2 separate regions of the Ovis aries genome follow, and region 1 is linked to region 2. Evidence: chromatin contacts called from public Hi-C data. All regions are on one chromosome and are shown on one strand. The core of a region is the stretch at or near the end of the contact, and the rest is flanking DNA. Distances in the headings are between cores, read along the strand shown.

Region 1 (6,808 bases), core at 1,592-4,091, 380 kb after region 2:
CCTTTGACTATATAGACCTTTGTTGGCAAAGTGATGTCTTGACTCTTTAATACACTGTCTAGGTTTACCGTAGCTTTTCTTCCAAGAAGCAAGCATCCTCTCATTCCCTGGCTGCTTTCGCCATCCGCAGTGATTCAGCGCCCAAGAAAAGAAAATCTGTCACTTCTACTTTTTCCCTTTCTATCTGCCATGAAGTGATGAGACTAGATGTCATGATCTTAGTTTTTTAAACGTTGAGTTTTAAACCAGCTTTTTCACTCTCCAGCATTTTATCCCCATTCAATTACCAATTGCTACAGAACAGACTACCCTCAAACTCAGCAACTTAAAATAATTTATTACTATCCCTTACATCCCTGCTGATTGAGCTCAGCTGGCTGGCTCTCACTCAGAATCTCTTGCAGTTAGAGTCAAATGGCGGCCCCTGTTAGAGTCATCTGAAGGCTCTACTGAGCTAGACAGCCACGTGATCCTCACTCACAAGCTGGCAGTGACATGAATGCTGGTGGAGAGTTCAGCTAGGGTTCTTGACAAGAGAACCTCTACCTCTGGCCTTTCCGTGTAGCCTGGACTTCTTACAGGATGGTGACTGGTTTCTAGAGGTAGCGTGTCAGGACTGAAGGTTCTAAGAGACGCAGACAGAGATCACAAGGTTCTCATGACCAAGTCTTAACAGTTCCAGGATGTCACTCCCACCATATTCTAATGGTCAAGCAAGTCTCTATGGTCCGCCTAGATTCAAGAGGTGAGAAGCAGCATACCAACCCTAGCCCGAAAATGGTTGAGGGCTGCCATTTTGGAAACCGTCTACCACAATGTCCTGCAGATAAAGATAAAATTCTTTTATTGAGCTGGGAGAGGGAGAGGAAATGAGCTCTGGGCTAAGGAAGTCGAGAGGAAAGAGACTTTGTCCCTGTGTCCAGAGAAGATACTTGGCCAAGTCCCTCCCCACACTGTTCTCTTACCTCACATCCCAAGGTACATTCTTAGATTGTCCTAGACTCAGAACGTGAGGGAGAGTGGAAAAAAACCACTGACATCATCCTAACTAAGCAGCCTTCATCTGAGAATGAGTCTGCTACGTGACTGTTGCCACAAAACTGTTTTATCTGCCCTTGCTGCAGCGTGGCCTTTAAGGGACACAATCTGGTGCCAGTGACATCCCAGCAGTGGTTGCCCTGGAGACCCAGGGGTCAAGGATGATGAGGGAGTGTGTTGCCAAGATGACCTCACATAGAAATCTCTTTGCTTTCTTGTGACCACCTGGTAACTGAGCTACAAAGGAAAGAGAAAAAGCCATAAATTCCTCAGATGCATGTTCACAGGCAGAGCAGAGAGCTAAAGCAGAGTCCCGGCACAGAAGTTATGAGATACCACACTGATGCCTTCCATTCCCCCTGACTTACTCTGATGGAGCCTCCATCTAACCTGCGTTATTCTGAAGGCTCTGGGATCACCTGGTGCCTTTCCCATTCATCTGGATAATTCAAGCATAATAACTCACAGTTCTAAGTCTGCAGTTAGCTTCTCCCAGCCTCTGCCTGACACTCCCCCATTACGGGGGTGGGGGGAAGGGAGGAAATCATTGCCAGTATACAGCAGGATGGGGTATTTTGTGCACCCAATCCCCACTAAGTCATTCCTAGTCTATCTTAGCTGGGAGACTTCTTCAATAATCTTCCTCTCAAGCAACAAAATATTTAATAATTAATATCTTTCTTCCTCTTCTATCTCAGAAACTCCAGCGCATTGATTGCATGAATTATATTTCTTGGTTCGTGACCCAATCTTATCTTTGTACCATGCACACTCCACTTCTACTTAGTTATTTTAAAAATATATTTATATATATAAACATCGGCCAGCCCACAACCCGAAACAAAAGCCAGGGCCTTGACAATAACCAACATATCTTTCAAATCCCAAGTGGCAGTAAACAGGAAAATAAAACAGCCAGTCACCCAGCATACACAAAACAGAAGAACTAGGCCTTTAAAAAGGTTTCGCTAGCGCCTGAAGAAGGCGTCTTTTCGAAATGCCTCGATTTTTACATGGCCCAAGCGTCCCATTAAATCCCGGTCATTTAAAATCTGGGTTCCCAACTGGTATATCATTTTATTTTAATGATCTGTGCTTCCTATAGAAACACGGAAAACGACTATTTCTTTTTTCAATTAAACGTGTAACGGCCAGCAGATGAAAGCCAGCTTCTCTCTCCGCCGACCCCGGGGAGCGGCCCGGGAAGGGGTTAATGAAGGCTCCGCGGACCGGGATGGAAAACTCTGGGTAACCCGAGCGCGGCCGGTCCGCTGGGCGCATGCGCTGGGGCAGCACTTTGCGCGCCCGCCTGCAGCTCCCCGCTCCAGGCTGCTTGGTACACAAAGACCTGCTTTGTTCCCTCGGCTCTGTTTTAAATATCTGACGGTTATTCCCCCCATCCCTGCGCCAAATCCCCGGCCTGGCTGCAGGCGCGGCACAAGGGCGCATTGTGGGGCCGAGCGAGGGGAGAAGGGGGCTGGGGGCGGCCGCCCCGATGGGGACGCTCGTGTTTCGCCAAGTTGACTCAGCCTTTTGGGTCACCTGGGTTGTGTCGTGGGGGGTGGGTGAAGAGGAAGAGGCGAGGGGCGGGGGTGGTGGTGGGGTGGTAGTGTCTCATCGTCTTTTTTTTTCAAGTCCCAGACGTAAAGATCGGAACCTGGGGACCCTGGGAATGAGCAGAATCCAAAGTTTCCAACGCAGGCCCCGGGAGGAGGTGCTGAGGTTTCAGCCGAACCACTGGGGTGGCTGGCCGGCCCTGCCCCAGCCCCGGGGCTGCCAGGAAGGCCACGAATCCGCGAAGCCAGACGCTGGGTTTCTTATCTCTCCATCGCTGTATATTTAGAAAGTGCCGATCACTCAGACACTTTGAAAAGCGTGGCATTCCAGCGCAAACCAACCCGAACGAGGGGAGGGGGAGGGAGGTGGGGGGCGGTGATGCCTTCTTCCTCCAAGCTGGGGGCCCAGAGGCGCTCCAGAATAGGCACTACCCTGGTCTTTCTGCACCCCAGCTTTCAGGCCCTCGAGGTGCCCCGCTCAGTTTTAGGAATAGACCCCTCGGGGAAATCGTACCCGCCCCGGCGAGGCTTCTCCCTCCCACGGGCAGGTAGTGAAGACTGGGATGGGGTTCAAACAAAAGTAGGCTTTCAGCTCGCTGGCTAGCTGGCCCTGCCCCACCCCCGCCCCTCCCTTGTCTTGCTGGCGCTCCCTGCAGACTCCCAGGTAGTTTTTCTTCCCAGCTCAGGTATTTGTTTACCTGCTGAGAAGGAGGAGTTCTTGTGTTCTGGGAGGTTTGCAAAACGCCAGTCAAAAACCCACTTCTCTTTCCCATTTTCTTCTTTTAATGACAGGGAAAACATTGCCTTTCAGACCAAGTCTTGGAAACTTAAAGCAAAACACAAAATGTGGGCCTTAGCAATTCTGAAAAGTGAGCTTGGTCTTAAGTTTGTGACCAAAGCCCCCAAGACCCCTCAGAGTCTGGGAAGGAAATTGTGACCCTTCCACAGGGCAGGTGAAGGAGGAGGAACTGGCTCAGAGGATTTGATTCAGAAGCAAAGGGTGCTGTGATCTCGATGTGGCTGTTCTAGGCCTGACTGGGAGCCCCCAAAACCCCTTTCATGGTTTGTTACGAATTTCAGGGTGGGTCTCACAATGCCTTGGTCACATTCCTCAGATGTGAAGACCAGAAATATTTCCTGAGATTTATTTTTTTAGAATCATGCTTTATAATTTTCACATTTCACATGTTATCTCAGTTCACCAATACTCTTGAGTGTTAGAGCTCATGCAAACCAACCCTCTAACTTTGCGATTGAGAGAAGTCGTCCAGAGCCATTCAGAAAGACAAGGCAGAGGCCTGGAGGTCAAGTCTCCTACAGGCACCGCTGGTTTCTTTCCCCTCTGAGGTGCCAGATAGTCGTGGGCTAAAAGACCAGGGTTTCACCTACCACTTCCTCCAAAAGTCCTTTCCAAATGAAGTATTCTAATTCAAGGATAAGAAGCTTTGAGAAAAGATTCTTGAGTGTCAGGCAGCTCTGATGAGTGTCTAGGACTCACTCTTCAGTGTATCCCCTAGAACTGCTGCTGAGTTTGCAAGGACCACACTAGGTTCAAGCCTAGAGATGTAAGTCACACTATGCTGCCAGGGTTGCTAAGTGGCAGAGAAACCCTGGGTGTCTGTTTCCAGGCACTCTTCGGTCTGCTGAGGAATGTCTTCAAGCAACATGGAGTGTCCTTCCATCACTCTGTTTGCCAGTAAGCCCCATATCTCTGGAGGTGATAGCAGGCCCCTGCCACCAGCAGTCCAGCCTGCCATGAGTTGTATGGAAAAGTGATACCTAGAACTTGACTCCTGGTGATGAGTGTATAGAATCACTCCAGCTGTAAAATAGGATAGGGGTCCCTACAGTCCCCTTCCGCTCATGTACCTGCAGCCTCAGAGATGTCAGAATGTTTGCTGGAGCATATCTGTGATGTCATACAAACCGCTTGGAGAAAAACCATCACCAACCTCACTGCATGGCAGTGCCTGCCCTTTGGGGCAGAAGGTGGCAGGATTTATATCCCCACTGAGCTTCAGAGGGTGGGGTCATTCCTGATGACCCTTAGTTTGTATTTCTGACTTTGGTACCGCCCTCTTTTTCTGTACATTCAACACTGGCCCATACCACCTCTAGCCCTCACCTCACCCCCTCCTCCTTGAGCCAAATGTTGGTTTCAAGCTTTCCCAGGTTGGCGGATGAACTAACATTTCAAGCCATCCCATGGAAACACAGCCTGGCAGCCAACAGTTCAATTTCAGCAGTGTCACCTTTTGACCATTCAGCAATGTTTGTGCACATATTTAAATATTTTATTGCATTTCAACCTTATTATTTTATAATAATGAGTGGAAAATGGAAAAATGAAGTGCTGATGCTAGTGATAAGAAGTGCAGGTCTCATAAACCTAATATAATTGAGACAAAGATGGAAATCATTAGGCATGCCGAACATGAGGAATATTTAGCTTCAATCAACTGCACACTGGATGTGAGCCAGTCAACTGTGTGTTCAATCGTGAAGGAAAAGAATAAAAGATTATATATGAAATTCTGAACATACAAGGTCAAAGATTCTATCTAAAGGTGGTGTGTTTGAGGATTTACCATATTTCTTCAATTCTAAACCTACACTGATTTCATAACAGATTTTCTGAGCTGGGGTGAGGGAGATGCCGTGAGACTGGAAATCCAGAAAATAGAGTGATAATATTTTCTAACTTCCTGGGAACAGAACCTTCCTTTAGAATGTGCAGGCCAGCTACTTGCCTCTTGCATGTGAGACCAGTGGATCCTCAGAAAAGCGTTAGGTATGAAAGGAGATGGTGACCTATGGAGACGAGCACCATGGGGGTCACCCCAGCACCAAAGTCAGGAACAGGCCTTGAGTGGATGTGCCAGAGGGGACTCAGCAGAAGCCCTTATGCCAGGAGGCTTTCTCAGCCCACTTGTGCCTGGCTGTCAGAAAATCAGGAGGGTCCAAGGCAAAGACTGCGGGGCGGGCCTCTTCTTTGGGCACAGGCTCCCATCACAGTCCTGTCCCAGCTGTCTCTGGGGTGAGGGCGGGGGCACGTTCCCCTCTCCACGGTTGCACAGACGTGCCCTCTGCCTGGATTAGCTGTCCTTCCTCTTGGGCTGCCTGGCTGACTCCCGGCTCTTCCTTGCAGACTCAGCTCACGCTCCTGCCCACTCACTGCGTGCTCGCTGCCCACTCTCTGTCCTTGCTCTTTCCGCACTGTGTCACCATCACTGGCTTGCCTGGGAGACCTCTGAGGGCAAGGAGAGCCCTCAACCTCAGCATCCAGGCTCAGCGGCCCTCAGGAAGTGTCTGCTAAGTGACCAAGGGACTGAAGGACCGGTAGACCCTTGGGAAGACCTCTTTGGCATGAGACTGTTGATGGGTGCTTGCAAGGGCAACCTAGTGCTGTCGTTTCAACTCCCTGAAAGTGAAAGTGTTAGTCGCTCAGTTGTGTCTGACTCTTTGTAACCCCATGGACTCCTCTGTCCCTGGGATTCTCCAGGCAAGAGTACTGGAGTGGGTTGCCATTCTTTTCTCCAGGGGATCTTCCTGACTCAGGGATTGAACTCAGGTCTCTTGCATTGCAGGCAGATTCTTTACTGTCTGAGCCACTAGGAAAGCCCCTTGAACGCCTTAGACTCTTTAAAAAAAAAAAAAAAAAAACCTGTTTTCTCCTCCAGACGCAGACATATTTGTCTGTACATTTCTCCCCCTTTGCCACAAGTTTCCCTCATCATTGGGCCTCCTTGCTCACACTAGCGTCTTCAGTCTTAGCCCAGCACTGCTGCCCCTCACCTCCCCCACCACACCATGGTTCTTTACAAACACTTTTATTTAAGTAAATCCACTGACTTTTCCTCCAACGATAGACCTCTTGCTGAATTCTTACCACTTTCCTCAGGCAAAAACAACCCAGAAATGCTGTCTGATCCAAAGCATTTCCCAGGGAGGGCAGCCAAGTGAGTGCAAGAACCTCTCGGCCGTCTGGGACTGTGATGTGATGTCTGAACAGCCTCTTTAGACACACTCCAGCCTTTTCCAGCGATGCCATGCAGACGAGGTTGCTCCATGTCAGACCCTTGCAGTTGTCGGGGGTCCTGGGGGTAGGTGGGAGAGCACCCAGCCAAAGAACTCAGCTGACTGGGCCTCAGTTAGGGTCACTGGGCCAGTCGTACATGAAAAGGGGGTCAGAACTCTGGTTTGCAGCCCTCCAT
Region 2 (7,450 bases), core at 2,585-5,084:
TGTGCTTTGTGAGCTCTCTGGAAATGCCTTTGGTCACACTGCATTCCAAGCCACTGGGTGGGTGATCTCTAGGCGGATCTCATACATGGATTTCCTAGAATGCTTCCCATAGCAAAAAAGTGGATGCACAGGTGTTGCCTTGGCAACTAATCGGCATACTTCATAAAGAAAATAATCTTCTGACATTTGGGTAGATGCATGTCCTAACACAAAAGAGCTAAGATGTGTCGATTGACACCAAGGTGAACACACCTGTGTAGAACCATGGCCTGTGTCCTCGCTTTCTCCTCCATCCTCTCTGGGACAGTCAGGCCCTGTCCTGGTCATCGTGGTCTTGAGCTCACTTGAATTGTGATCTAGAGGAGCCCTAGCCAGGGTAGGGTCCAGCAAACTGGGGTGGCTATCAATTTAATGCTTCTAGGAAAATGGTTCTTATTAAAAGACTTTATAAACTGGTTGCCTATCTCAGCTTGCCCATTTGGGGAACTGGAGCTGCTGCTGCATTCAGAGTCAAGGTGATGTCTAGTTGTGGTTGATCAGATACCTGATGTATTAATAATACATGGCAGAGTACCTTACATGGGGGCCTAGGTTCCTACTTAGAGTCTGTTGTTCAGATTTTATAGCATCCGTGTAATTCTGTCGCATGTGCTGCTTCCTACACCCTCCTCCCAAATCAGCTTTCTGACAAGGGTGCCCAAGCACAGAGGGGGTGTGCCTCAAATAGTTGATTCAAATTGTACAACAGAAGTTACCCCATATATCCCTTCCTGTTGCTTGTCGAGAAGGACAGACACAGAGGCAGTTTGGAAGTGGATGGAGGCATCTCTCCAACGAGATTTTTTTGACCTTAGACACACCACCCTGAAAGGTGAAATCCTGTTCTCATGTATTAAATAGGGCTTTAATGTTACAGTCTGATTTAGACCAACGATGATTTACATTTGAAATCTCAAACGGGGAATGTTCAAGGTTGATCCTAAACTCTGAGCAGTTAGGGCAGAGGTGGTGTTTACCTATGTGTTATGCTGAGTGTATCTACACTCCCAGGCGTGGAGTGGTGGGTGTTAGGCAGTGGGTAGGGGAGAGAGAGGTGGTGTGGGGCTTTAAGGAGCGGGGAGGACAGACAGAGTGTGCTTATTTTCAGTTTGTCAGCTGTTCTGGAAAACTGCCAAAATGAATGAGCTACAACAAGCCCTCATGGTTGTTGTAAGCCAAGGCGAGGCTAGGCCCCTCCTTTTAAAAGGCTCTGTGGAATTTAGACTTAAAACTTCATATGTATTTGGTTTGGGGCAAATGTGAAATCCCTGAACTTTCCCCAGGAAAATATTAGCTCCCTGGAACACACAGTGGGTCCTAACTCTCTGGACAGAAGTGTGTCTTGAGAGAGAAAAAAGAATCCAGCACCTTCCCATTTAGCCTCCTGGCTCGGTTTGGCCAGGAGAGAAAGATTGATGAAAACCCTGATTAGATCTGTCTCCATGGCCTCCAGCAGATTATTGGAAAGGCCTGAAAAAATCCTTTTGATACAGGGGGTAGAGGTTCCAGTGGACGGGGCAGGGGTGGGGTGGGGGGGGAAGGCTGAATCTTGCTGGCCCAAATGTGCCGGGATGCATATAAACAAGCAGCCGGTGGGGGTGGTGGGGGGAAGAATGAGCAAAGGCTGAGCATTTTTACAAGACTAGGCACCGAAATTCTCCTAAGGGAGACGGAACCTGGAACATTTAAAATAAGGCACTTCCATATGGGAAGAAGAGCCTGTAAACTCAGTGTGGTTGAGATTTCAGAAACAGAAATCCATGGCTAGGTTTTTCTAGGCAGGACTTGTATCCTCTGTTGGCAGTCAGGTTCCAAGCCTGACCCCTCTGCCGTGTGACTCTGGTCTGACGTTCATGTCAGGAAAACTCTAGGCTGTTTTTGCCGTCCTCCCTGCTAATGTTGACATTGGTAGGGAGAGAGGAAATCTGGATAAATAGAACTCTTTTCTTGGCGTTGTTAAAAATATTACTAAAAAGAGCAAAGGGTGTTTTCGGAGCTACATGGAAGCAAAGTCTTTCTTTGGAACTTTGAAAGCCTAGGTAGGTGGCTGGGTAAGCATTTTCTCGCAGCCTGTTTGTTTTAGCCTGTGGTGGTTTCTGATTAGCTTTAAGATTCTGATAGAGGGCACACACCCCCCCATCCCTCAGTGGCTCTCTCTCCTGATGCTGTCCTTTGTATCTTGTGATTGAAAACTTACACACCGTTAGGACTTTTCTGAAGATCACATTGTAGCTGGTCTACCAGGAGCTTTAAATTTTCTTGAAATTTTACTGTCAAAAGCAGAAGAACAGCTTTTCATCATTGAACTGGGAGGGGCAGTTTTGTTTGCCCCTTACGTTTTGTGCTTTCAGAAACTGAAATTGAGAACTCCAAGCAACTTGCCTGAAGTTATACCATTTAGTTAGTATGGCCTGATGCCTGGGTTATTATCACAACAAAAGCTGTGCCCCCAGAAGGAAATTTCGGTTCAGATTCTCTATAACTTTAAGAACATGGACAAATATATGGATTTTAGTAAAAACAGCTGATCAAGATAACCTCATCATTCTCAAGGGAATGTAACTTTGAGGAGACACATTTGGAATAACCTGATTTTACACGATAATACAAATTCCTTCTCTACTCTAGTGGGGGAGACTTTCCTATGTTGCATAAGCTATTTGAACATTTTCTAATTTAATACTTCTTATAATCGTAAAGACATTTGTGCTGTGCTCAGCCGCTTCATTGGTCTCCAACTCTTTGTGACACTGTGGTCTGTAGCCCACCAGGCTCCTCTGTCCATGGGGATTCTCCAGGCAAGAATAGTGGAGAGGGTTGCCATGCCCTCCTCCAGGGGATCTTCCCAACTCAGGGATCGAACCTGCATCTCCTGAGTCTCCTGCATTGCAGGCAGATTGTTGACCCACCGAGCCACCTGGGAAGTATACTTATTTGAGAATAAACACAAATTGGTTATGCAAGCCCTTCACACAGAGGGCTCCGTAGATGTAACTGATGCTGTCAGCCAAGGAAGGGTACGACAGAGCAGCGGAGATGGTCTCCATAGTGCTTTCTAGCTGACAGGCGCCTTTGCATACATGTTCAAACTGATCCTCTGGACAGTTTTGTAAAAGTAGGAAAAGCAGGCATAAGTACAACTGTTTTCCAGAAAAGAAAAACAAAGCTCAGAGATACAGAGTAACTCACCCAGCACAGGTGGGTGCTGAGTTGGGTCTCAAACCCAGGCTTTCACTCTAAGCCCGCGGTTCGTTTCATTACCCCCTGATACATGCATACACAGGTGACAGTGCCTTGTGGAGCAATCCCTGGTTTCTTTTCTTTCTAAGGCAGAAAGTATAGTGGCTACACTGCGCCTGCCCAGATGGTTTTTACTTCCTGGCTTGTTTTATTCTATTAGTGCTATTTACCTTCCATGGAGGGACTCAGCCTTTTAAAAATCATTAAAATGGGTTTTTGAGGTTATCCTCGTTTCTCCTTCACATCCTGAACTTGAGACCTAATGTTCCCCGTCTTTCCATTCAAAGGAGAAAAGGATTATTGTGATTGTTGGTGATGCCTCCCCAGGATGCCAGCATAAATGAAGGATGCTCTTTTTTTAAGAAAGAAAGAAAGAAAAAATGCAGTTTAGCAGTGTTCTTGGTTCTTTTTACTCTTTTAACACTGCATCTACTTTTAAAGATATTTGTTTGTTTCCGTGTGAAACACTAGGTGGCAGAATTACTACACCACATAGCACGATAGCCTTTGTTTCTTGCTGCTCTTGGAGCAGGGACCCGAGCTGTGAGGCATAAACCATCTGTGGTTGCAGGAGATTGGACCAACCAACCTGGCCAATATTTTCTTGACAGGGAGCTGGCTGCAGTGATTCTAAAACATATGCTTCCAAGATACTGTCTTTAAGGTTTCCCTCTTTCCTTTTTTTTCCAGCTCCCCAGCATTTTAATTTCTATGCCCCATTGCATCCATGTAGACAGGGCCTGCAGGCAGCTGCTGTGAAATGGCAAATCTAGATGGACGCACCCAGTGGCGCTGGCACTCTTGCCCTTGTGTGCCAGTGGGTCAGGGAGGGTCTGGGGAAAAGAGGCCTGAGCCCTTGTCCCCAAGTGGTGTCGGCGGGTGTGGCCGAGGGGCAGCAGGGGCCAAGCTGGACCAAGCTTGAAAATGCTGCCCTCATTAACTCAGGTATACAGAAGGGCTTTGGTTTTGAAAGAACAGCCTGATCTTGGTTCAGCTGTTTAGCGGGTTTAGAAATGCTGCCACGTGCTCTGTGGGACCCTGCCTCTGTTTCTTCCCCCTGATGCTGCTCTGCCCGAGTCGCAGTGCTGGAAGTGTCTGCTGCCCTGAGCCCCTCCTGAGCCACAGGATGTGCTGTGCTAAACGGAGCTGCTCTGGCGTTGTCCTTTCACGTTGTAAAGGGGATGAGCTTGGGGGTGCAGAAATACTTCTTCGGATTTTTTGCTGAAAAAGAATATCGTTGTAACAAAACAATCCATATTTAAGTCTAGCGATAGCACTCTAAGTATACTCTACCTCAAGGCATCCCAATGAAACCAAGTCTGAATGTGTAAAATGGATCAAACAGAAAGGTCTTATTTTAATTATAAAAGCATTCCTTACAACTGGAGCCACAATCGGATTTTCATTAAATAGCATGCTTCCTGATGTGAATTGTAAATGATTCCATTTACAAAAGCGAAGAAAAAAGAAGTATTTAAACCTTGACTTTTCAGGAACCCACTTGTTGCATGAACTGGACTACAGTTTACCGTACTTCCACCACACCCTACTCTACTTTCCAACTGGGAATCTCAGGGTATTTTTAGCTTATAGCTGAGGGTGCCGGCCCTGACTTGAGTTTTCAGGGAAGACATTGGTGACGTGAAGGCTCCTTGTTGATGGGACCCAGGTGAGTCACAGTAATCAGGGCAAGCCTGCAGCTTAGGGATTTGGGGGTTTTGTTTGTTTGTTCGCCCTCCAGAGATGCCACTTGTTCATAAAGAATAAACTATGTGACTTTTGAGAATACCTGAAACAACGTACATAAATCAGGCCACGGATATCCATCTCAGGCCACCACCGTGGGGAGGCTTTGAAGCTCAAAGAGGGTTGTGAGACCTTCTTGTTTGTTAAGAATGAAATGTCATAAAAATTCCAAAGCAAGACTCAAATTTCCAGGGGGAAGGGACCTCTTTATTGTTTCCTCTAATAGCTGCTTTGGTGCTTTAGTGAATAAATGTGTTGCTCAAAATAACCCGAGATGCAGCCTCGGAACTATAGCCTGGCTTGGCTCCACTTTTGTACTGAGCATCCATTCTGAATTATTTATTTATGATCGTTTCGCTATTTTCATCACTCCTCGCTACCCCCTCTCCCCACTCCCTGCCACCATTTGTCCTGTGTTTTATTCTCATACCCTTCAATTAAGTGATATCTTCTGCTCTGAGGACAACAGCAAATGTGTCTCTGCGTGTTTATGTGGGATCCTCAGTACGCAGGCCATGCTTTTAAGTTTCTGGAATAGAACAATGACAGAAATGAGTCATGGCTTGTTTCCATGTTTGCTTCTGAGTCAAGAAACTTAGTTTTCCCATTATAATGCTCAAGATGCAGAGACATAACCAAAATGTAGTCAGCTCCTTTCATCAGATGTTTTTGAATCATACAGAATTCTCTAGATTTGTATTTCCAAAATGAAAAAAGCACAGTGGCCATGGTTTTATTATTTTTTGTCCATAGGGAGAAAAGCCTTACCCAAAATAGGCCAGATCTTCCCCCAAATTTTCTCCAGCAACAGGCCTTGAGGGTATGCCCAAGGTTGGTCATAACCTTAGGATGACCAGCCTTCACTGAGGGCCTTATACATGTATTTAAATAACATCTTAAAACCGGAGACCTGAGGGACTGGGATCTAATAGTAAGAAAATAATGAGATACAACTGAGGATTACGGGGCATTTGTGGGGCAAGGGTAGAATATTGGCAAAACAAAACAGGAGGGGCGAGCTAGGGGCCCAGCCCCAGTGCAGTGGCTGGACTGTGGCAAAGGGTGACCAGAGGCTCTGGCGCCTCCCCCTTCATGGATACAAGCCAGAGATGTCAGTTTGCCTTGATTTTCAAACATAATAAAGCCAAGTAATGTTCTTGAGTGTCAGTTCATGGATATCTCCAGTGCAGCCTCATAACTTATATTAATTGGGAGGAAAATGCTTCCAGAGAAAAGAGAGATGCTGGGAGAAAAAAAAAAAAAGTGTGTCTTTGACTAGTTGTCACAGCCCTGCTGTTTGCAGTCACTGACGAGCCCTTGGTTCTTATATGACGGATCCTGAAGAAAAGTAATTCATCTTCTCTCTGCTGTACCTTTCAAGGAGGACATTTTTTTTCCCTTTCTTAGAGACAGATTATGTTTATGGACAGGACATCACTGGCAGTGGCCGGTGGGCTCAGAATCTTTGCAGGGTATAATTTACTATTCTGCTCCTCCCTCCTAAGTGTGTGCACCACGAGAAGCTCCATCCCATTAAAATTCCTTCTTAAAAGCATAAGGTGAAAGAGCCAAGCATGTGTTTTTTTGTTTTTTAAAGGGAGTGTAGCTGCAAAAGGGGAGAGGACCCTGGCCTTTTCTCTTTAAAATGCTAGTAAATAGCTTAAAACCTATGGAAGCTTTTGGAGGAATGTGAAGGAGTTGTCATTTGACTCTAATGTTAGAAAAACAAAAAAAGTTTTAAGAAGACACTTTTCCATGATGGACTCTCTTCTCTGAAGTGTCCTGTGAGCACCACATCAGTTCCTCCATGTACACCAGCTCACTTCAGTTGCCTCCATGACTGCTGGACCCAACAACTTTGCTCATTTTCCTACTGAATTTTTCCTTCAGACTTTAGGTCTGTACTTTTTTCAGCTCCATCCTTATAAAAGTGTGAAGTACTGTTTTTGATGACAAGAAAGAATGATGCTGTTTAAAAATGAGATGCTAATATATTTATGTACAAATTCTTCATTTTCTAATGTTAGAGGAAAACCACCAGTGTCTGTTGTGACTGAATGCCATTCTCACTCAGCTATGTTGCCTTAGGCTCATGCCCATAAAGATGGACCTGGGAAGCCTTCACAACCTGAAAGGCTCAGGAAAGAACTGGCTTTTATCGAGAATTTAGAAGGAGTGTCTTTCATAGCCAATAGCTTTCCTTTCTGAGTCTCTTATTTCTAAGAGGTCTTTTGCAGCTTCTACAAAAGAGAGAGGGCTCAAATTCGTGAAGGAATTGAATATACCTATAGTCAAGCAGGGCTTCACTCGTGGCTCACCTGGTGAAGAATCCGCTTGCACTGTGGGAGACCTGGGTTCCCTGATAGCTCAGTTGGTAAGGAATCTGCCTGCAATTCAGGAGACCTTGGTTCGATTCCTGGGTCGG

What was found. Hi-C and Micro-C count contacts between places; a contact is called where the count stands out from the background.
Region 1: a Hi-C map of hypothalamus shows a contact between it and region 2, with 3 times the contacts expected there. The contact joins two enhancer-like sites. A contact is called at or near these places in 3 of 16 Hi-C or Micro-C datasets (hypothalamus, liver and skin fibroblasts).

What each region holds. Positions count from the first base shown.
Region 1 is chr7:78,525,825-78,532,632 of ARS-UI_Ramb_v3.0, forward strand. No RefSeq gene overlaps it. Among named protein-coding and RNA genes, the nearest start is that of ZFP36L1, 170 kb to the right of the region's middle. Within about 2 kb of position 2,842, at least 26 of the 54 cell types and tissues checked have an H3K27ac peak or open chromatin away from gene starts, as enhancers often do. A contact at or near this core is called in hypothalamus and liver, where this site is marked.
Region 2 is chr7:78,143,322-78,150,771 of ARS-UI_Ramb_v3.0, forward strand. The region is part of intron 7 of RAD51B (RAD51 paralog B); the gene reads left to right. Among named protein-coding and RNA genes, the nearest start is that of RAD51B, 390 kb to the left of the region's middle. Within about 2 kb of position 3,835, at least 29 of the 54 cell types and tissues checked have an H3K27ac peak or open chromatin away from gene starts, as enhancers often do. A contact at or near this core is called in hypothalamus and liver, where this site is marked.